2 separate regions of the Rattus norvegicus genome follow, and region 1 is linked to region 2. Evidence: chromatin contacts called from public Hi-C data. All regions are on one chromosome and are shown on one strand. Each heading gives the region's core, a stretch centred on a gene start, on an enhancer-like site or on the middle of the called end of the contact. The rest is flanking DNA. Distances are from core to core; before and after follow the strand shown. Region 1 has its middle 22 kb from the start of Yipf4l1. Region 2 overlaps Dtnb (dystrobrevin, beta).

Region 1 (3,431 bases), core at 378-2,877, 250 kb after region 2:
AGAACCCCCAAGGAAAGGACTCGGGTTGGTCAGGGTCATTGTGAGCTCGCATATGTTTGTGTGGAGAAAGCCGAGGTCTTTGGGAGGAAAGGCCTTGTCCTTTCAGGCTTCCAAGACAACAGCTAAGGTTGGCCTTTGGTTGGAGACAAGTCTCTAGGCCAGACACTGGAGTTTCAGCATTGAGACCAAGAGGTAGGCCAAGATCGGGATGTATGGAAGGCCGTTGCTGGTAGGAAGGCACAGCTTCTCTAGGGGACCCCAGGAACTCCTGTAACTGGCTCTCCCATTGGGATGAACCCCATTTGTGGGCTCATAAAGCGGCCTCCTAACTCCACCCAGTCCCCGAGCCTGAGGACATGAGCAGTGGTCTAAAGTCTCACCTAGTCCCATTTTACAGACTAATTTGATTGTCCGGCCCTAGAATTCTATAGAAACAACAATAATGAAAAGTTGAAATTCCTTAGAATATGCAGAGGGAGGGGATGACTCACACGGTGCTAAACACATTTTATTAAAAATATATATTGTTAAATTAAGTCTGCTGTCTGGACAATGATGTTCTGTTTTGTTTTCTTGTAGTGGAGTTTAAAAGAGACTATTATTTTACTCTGATATATTATTATTAAAAAGGCATTTTAACTTTGTACTTGAAAACTAAGTGAACGATTTCACGTGTTTTAGCTGAGGCATCGAAGTATCGGGTGCTTACTTGTGGGAAATCATGTATTCATACTACAAAATAAACTCCGTGGCTGGTTTGGTAATAACTTTTACTGTTACAGACGATTTCGCTTTGACCCCGGTGGCAGAGCACTTTTACTCCACATTCCACGCAGCTAAGTGCAGGACCTTCCAGAACCTTCCCCTAGTCCCCCTCGGTCCTCTTTCCGTTCCTCTTCCTATCTCTCTCTTTTCCTATTTTTTCTTTTTAAATTGTCGTTTGTTTTCCCTGGTCCCAGCTTCCTTCTACCACTGTATTTTTTTGTTAGGGTTGCTTCTCTATTTATTGACAGTAATACTGTACATTTCACAGTCTGGTTCTGGGGCAGCCAGGAGGGGTGTGGGGGGCTGCGCACAGCTTGCCGCACCATCCGGTGTCCCGTTGTATCTCTGTGTACGTGATGCTTGTGACATAGCTGTTGAAGAAATAATTAAAAAGGTCAATGCGTACAGCAGGTGTAGACAGTCCGTCAGTTCCGCTTTCATCACTTTTCTTTTTCTTTTTTTTTTTTTTTTTTTTGTGCCCAGAAGAATATAATAAAGCTCCTTTCTAATGTACTTGTGCTGGAGAACACTTGAATAAATGGACTGTTTTTGTGCAAAAAGAAAAATGGAAAACGAAAAGCACCGTCATAATGTCCTTTTGTCCTGCGACTCCTTTCCCCTGATGTGACAGCTCGCGGTCCTCCAGTGGGCTGAAGTGGGTGTGCATAATATCTGGGGGGCGTCTGGGGAATGGATTTCTAACGCAGCTCTCGAGTGGGTGTTAACTAGGGGCTGGGACCCAAGGGCAGAGGGAGTTTGGCTCAAGATCAAAGAGTCGGACAAAGATGAAGTTGTCTGGTTGACTTCCAGACACAGCAGATGTCTTGAGACCAGAACAGGAAGCAGATCAGCATCCTGGTTAGGTGGCAGGAGAACCAGTGGGGACTTACCGATGCCAGGCTCAGAAGGAAGAAGTGAGGAAAGGAGGGAGACAGCTGGGCCCTGGGGGAACCCTAGAAGAACCTCGGGTTTAAAGGCAATCTTTGCCAACACGTGACAGGTAACCCAAGGGCTGGGGCCAGTGGCCAACAGGCTACTGCTGGTCTGAGTGTAGGCTCTCTGGCAGGGCCTTATGGCCTGAGGTGTTATTGCCCATGGTGTCTCTGTCTCACCTTTCTAGAAGGTCAGTCTGAATGCAGAGTCTGTCTGTCCCCCATATCTCCGGGAGTAGCCAGTAGGCTTGGCCTGGGTTTCCACTCCTAAGGATTGTTCAGGCTGTCTCCTCCCCCAGGCTTTTGGGCGGGTTTGGGATAGCAGACACACTGTGTGGGGATCCTTGAGCAGATGGGGAAAGCTCGGCTAGACAGGTTTTCTCATGGGCACTTTTTCTTGCTTTTTTCCCTTTGACAAGGTTGTAAATGTATATTTGGCTTTTACTCTACTTCTTTTCTCGATGTTTTTCAATGTTGATGTGGAATCTTACTTTCAAATGGCTGCATGGTATTTTCTTGTTGAATGTTTGTTTATATATATTTTATTTTCGCTATAAATAGAGCTTCAATAAACATCTTTATGTTTTGGCTTCCCCCTTTTTGTATTTTTTTTCCCTTGAAATAGATTCCCAGAACTGAGACCAATTGGAGAAAGTCACAGTGGACATTTTGGTTTCTGCCTGATTCCTTCAACGAGACCAGCAGGCAGGCTTTGAGTTCCAGCTCAGAGATTCTGTCTGGCAAGAAACAAACTGGGCCCTTAGTGAGCCATCCCCACCCGTGCCTCTGCCTGTTCTCCACAGCACCACAAGTTCCCTGGGGCTGAGTTGATTTAGAAAGGAAGCCAGGCTCACTGTTCTGAAAGCTGGGTCCAGGATCCAGGGCCTCATGCTGTCTGTCACAACAGACACAGGCAGAAGAGATACTTTAATACCAACTTCATATAGAACCCCAGCCTCAAAGGCCCGCCTCACCAATGCTGCTACCGAGAAATGCAGAGAAAGACAAGCCACACTGAACCTGTAACACACATGTGTTAATCCCAGTGGGAAAGTGTACATGTTACATTCATGTCTAGAAGTCAGAGCATAAAATTGGGTGTGATAAAAGCAACTTGACTTGCGCTACCCACTAGCCCTCAGTCCCTTACCACCACCACCACCACCACCACCACCACCACCACCACCACCCCCCCCTCCCAGTGCTGGGATTATAGGTGTGAAACCTGGCTTTTTATATAGGTTCTTGGGATTGAACTCAGGTCTTTATACTTACACAGCAAGCAGGTTTTTCCAAGGAACCATCTCCAGCCCAAGACTCTTTTAAGAAGGTAGACACTAAGTAGAAGCAGGAGGGTTTTGCAAATCCTCTTTGTTGGAAGCATACAGATAGGGACAACCCAGTCTCAATCTCCCAAGACTGATGCCAAGGCTCAGGAAAGACGGGAAGACACTCATGGTTCTGAAAGCTATTCCTAAATACTTAAGGGCCATCCAAGACAGGGTTGGGAGAGCTTACTCAAGGCAAGGAGCTGCCTGCCATTTGATTAACAAAAACCTGTTGTTTCATGGTGTCATTTGATAATTTAGGGTTTGGGGAAACAAGGATGGGGTGGGGGGCACACTGGGCTCCCTGAGACCTTGTCATGAAAATCCCCCCAGGAGACAAAACAATAACAACAACAAAAACCATAAATACCCTTTCGAAGTAAAAGTAAAAAAGTAAGGCTGGGGA
Region 2 (3,476 bases), core at 258-2,757:
GATTTAAATATTGTTTTTGTCAATTTCTGAGCATTGCCCAACTCCGCTGTGGTATTTGGCAGCACTGTTTATTCTTAAACCCATTTACAGCTGCAAAAGTGCTGAGTTTGAAAGCAGAACATTTGCATGGACCCAGCTGTTTGAAAAGATGATGCTTATCAGAGAAGGGTGGCATGTCATTTATCAAGCAATAAAGCAAGCTCCTCCCAACTGGGGCACGTTACTCTTAGAGGAGAGAGATGGCGAGGCCTGTGTGGAAGTGGAGCCGAAACCAAGCCGTCCTTCAGATGAGCGATTTCCTCTGGCTGTCATCACTCACCCCCCAGCCCTTTCTTCAGTGTTGGATCTTCTTTGATCCTTACAGGTGGCCACCAGAGCCACACTGGAGAGCGTACACCCTGAGGCCATGTGTGGGAACACCCACGCTCCTCCACGACCCAGCCTTGTGAATCGTCTCATTGTCTCCAGGTTTTCTCCAGTCCACCCGCAATTACTGCTGTCTACCTGGGGCTTTGGAACATCCGCACACACGGATTTAGGGAGGATTCTCAAGTAAATTAGTAACTGAGTGTTATCTATGTAATTTTCCTTTAATTTCCAATTCACTGTCTATTCATCTTCATTTAGTGTCCCGTTATATAAACACTGGCCTGTCATTTTCTCATGAGACCTTGGGCTCACCTTCAGTAGAGCAGATACTGCCTTCCCCAGTGCTCTCTCCTGAGCTCTTTCCTGTGCTTGCTTCTCCATGAAAGCTTTGCTGTAGTTCCTAGTTTCAGATGGCCAGCACTGGTAAATTTTCCAGTCCTTAGTTCCAGGCCATGCTTCTTATGTAGGCTCTGACGCCTCTATTAACTGACTCTGGGCGTTTCCGTGTCCAAGTCTCACCTGCTCTCCCGTTCATAAACAGTTGTAATAATCCTCCCATTAATACTTTTGGACTTCTAGAATGTAACTACACTCACGTCTATCTAGTAAGCAATGGCTGAATCTCTTTCAGATACTTACATATCTAATCTAATCCTTTTTTGAAGAGTAATCCTCACTTAGAGGCTCTGGGTTGAGGCCGAGGATTCTATTTTGTTTGACTTTTCAAACAAGTGCCCAGAAATTTCTTACATTCAGACATGTTTAATAAATACTGTGTCAGAGCAGTGCTAAGCAGTAGAGATGGTCTTTACTCTCTGACTTTTGGTGTACTGTGTATGATGTCTCTTGAATGCTCGATTTGCCTCTGTTAGACCTGTTCCAGTTTTGTGGCAGCCAGGGATAGCCAGACAGTGGGCAGCTGTGCTGGCTGAGAGCCTCGTGCCGAGGGTGCAGGACTAGAGAGCAGGACGAGGCAGAGAAGCATGGAGACCTTCCTCGATTTCCAGACCTCACTGCTGCTTGGGGTCCTGCTTCCTCAGGACTTGTGGGCTGCTGCCTCCCTTTGAGCTTGTCAGCCCCTAAAGCCCTGGGTGCACTTGGCCTCATTTTTCTACCATGTAGTCTGTGAGTGCATGTGAGAGCAGGCAGCTGTTCGTTCAGCATTGGCTAGAAGCACCTTCCAAAACAAGCTTACCTCACAGTGTGAGACTTTGAAAGATTTTGCAATTATGTCTTTGGTCTGAGAGTTTTATTTCTTTTGCTCTCTGTCAGCAGTATGACAGTATGAAACTTTGAAGTTGCCTGGCACACTGTATTTTCTTACTTTTATGTTTTTGAATCTAGTGTCCTAGCCTCCCTTATCTCCTCTCTTCCCCACCCTCCCAGCTTTTCTTTGCCAAATTCTCTGTATCCTATTGCCTAGGCTGATGGTCATTCCCTCATGGTTCGCCTATAGCACACAGAATGACTTCAAAGTATCTATCCCACTATTAGAATCATTTCTTATTGTCTGTTAATTTATCCATATATCCTGACAGAGCACTGTGTGATACTGTATGTTACTGTATTAGCCTTTACGAACCAATGACCTGGCACACCACTTGAGTGCTGATTAAAAAACACCAGGAAAGCCAAGGTTTCTCCCTTGTTCTAGTTTTAAGTGATTTATGGCCATTAAAATGTTGGCGTTCTGTCTAGCCCATTTGCAGAAGAATGCAAGAGATTCAGAACAGCCAGGGTTGGCAATGGGTAGAAAAGAGGAGTTTTCAGGATTCTGGTATAGGGTGTAAGCTGTTAGGTCTGAAGGACAAATCTTAAACTACATATGACCTTAGACCTTGTAACCTTCCATATAGGAGTTCTCCTCCAAGCCATATCTGCACCAAACACACTAGGGTTTTTGAATGAGGATGTCATCTGCGTAATATACAGTAGCTAGAAGAAGGGATTAAAAATCTCAATCAGTAGTGAAGTGCTTAAGATTATCGTTGGGGCTGGAGAGCTAGTTCACCATTAGGAGCACTGGATGCCCTTTTAAAGGACCGAGGTTTGATTCCCAGCACCCATGTAGCAGCTCACAACCATCTGTAACTCCAGCGCCAGGGGGTTTAATGCACCAGGCATGTATGTGGTGCACGGATATACACATAGGCAAAACACATACATATAAAAACAATGTCTTAAAAACTTTACTTTGGGGGTTGGGGATTTAGCTCAGTGGTAGAGCACTTGCCTAGGAAGTGCAAGGCCCTGGGTTCGGTCCCCAGCTCCAAAAAAAAGAACCAAAAAAAAAAAAAAAAAAAACAAACTTTACTCTGATATGTAAACACTGTGATATCTTCTGTAGAAGTCTGTCAGCAAGCTAGCTTTATATGTTCAGCTGTGAGCGGAGGTATGTAATATACAGCATGTGCAGGCATTTGTGTGTGGGGGAGCCAGGTATTAAACCAAGTCCTTAGCGCCTTCTAGACAAGTGTTCTGACGCTGAGGTGAACCCGCTCACCTCGATGTGCCGGGGATCATCAGCGTTGGCCAGGTTCCACAGTGGTGAGGGAAGAGTAAGTCAGGCATGGGGGCCAAGGGAGTCTTGCAGCCTGACCAACTAGCAGTAGGGGTGCAACGTGTGGAGATCAAGACCAGAAGTGGAAGATGCACAGCGTCAGTTGCATTTGCTGGATCTTTGTCACGCCACTGTGCTGACTCTATAACTTTCACCTTTCCCATTAGGTAGGCTGCATTGCGATCACAAGCAGGTGCTACCCTAGCTGGTTCTTTTCAGCGCCATCTAGAATCCAGTTCTGTGGATATACCAAGTCTTGCTCACTCCCTTGCTAATGGGCATTCAGCCTGTTTCTAGTTTTGTCTTTTCCAAATATAGCCTTAGTGGTTCTTTCTTATCTTCTTCCGTGGTGTGGAGAGTTATCTAGGGAATGCACTAGGACTGGACTCCCTGTGCATTTTCCGTGGTAAAAATTGTGCAATCTGATGAGGAAACTTTGTACCCCTACCGCATATGAACTTTGCTATTGGTTTGCTTCCTCATTTATAAATGATGTAATATTTTTGTTGCGTCTTGTGTGAACTCATGCACATGCATGTGGAGGCCA

What was found. Hi-C and Micro-C count contacts between places; a contact is called where the count stands out from the background.
Region 1: a contact with region 2 is called in a Hi-C map of frontal cortex, with 2.2 times the contacts expected there. The contact joins two enhancer-like sites. A contact is called at or near these places in 3 of 12 Hi-C or Micro-C datasets (the A7r5 cell line, Schwann cells and frontal cortex).

What each region holds. Positions count from the first base shown.
Region 1 is chr6:32,619,389-32,622,819 of GRCr8, forward strand. It overlaps a transcript of Dnmt3a not described here. Among named protein-coding and RNA genes, the nearest start is that of Yipf4l1, 22 kb to the right of the region's middle. Within about 2 kb of position 1,628, at least 8 of the 93 cell types and tissues checked have an H3K27ac peak or open chromatin away from gene starts, as enhancers often do.
Region 2 is chr6:32,373,479-32,376,954 of GRCr8, forward strand. All of the region lies in intron 8 of Dtnb (dystrobrevin, beta), which reads left to right. Among named protein-coding and RNA genes, the nearest start is that of Dtnb, 89 kb to the left of the region's middle. Within about 2 kb of position 1,508, at least 8 of the 93 cell types and tissues checked have an H3K27ac peak or open chromatin away from gene starts, as enhancers often do.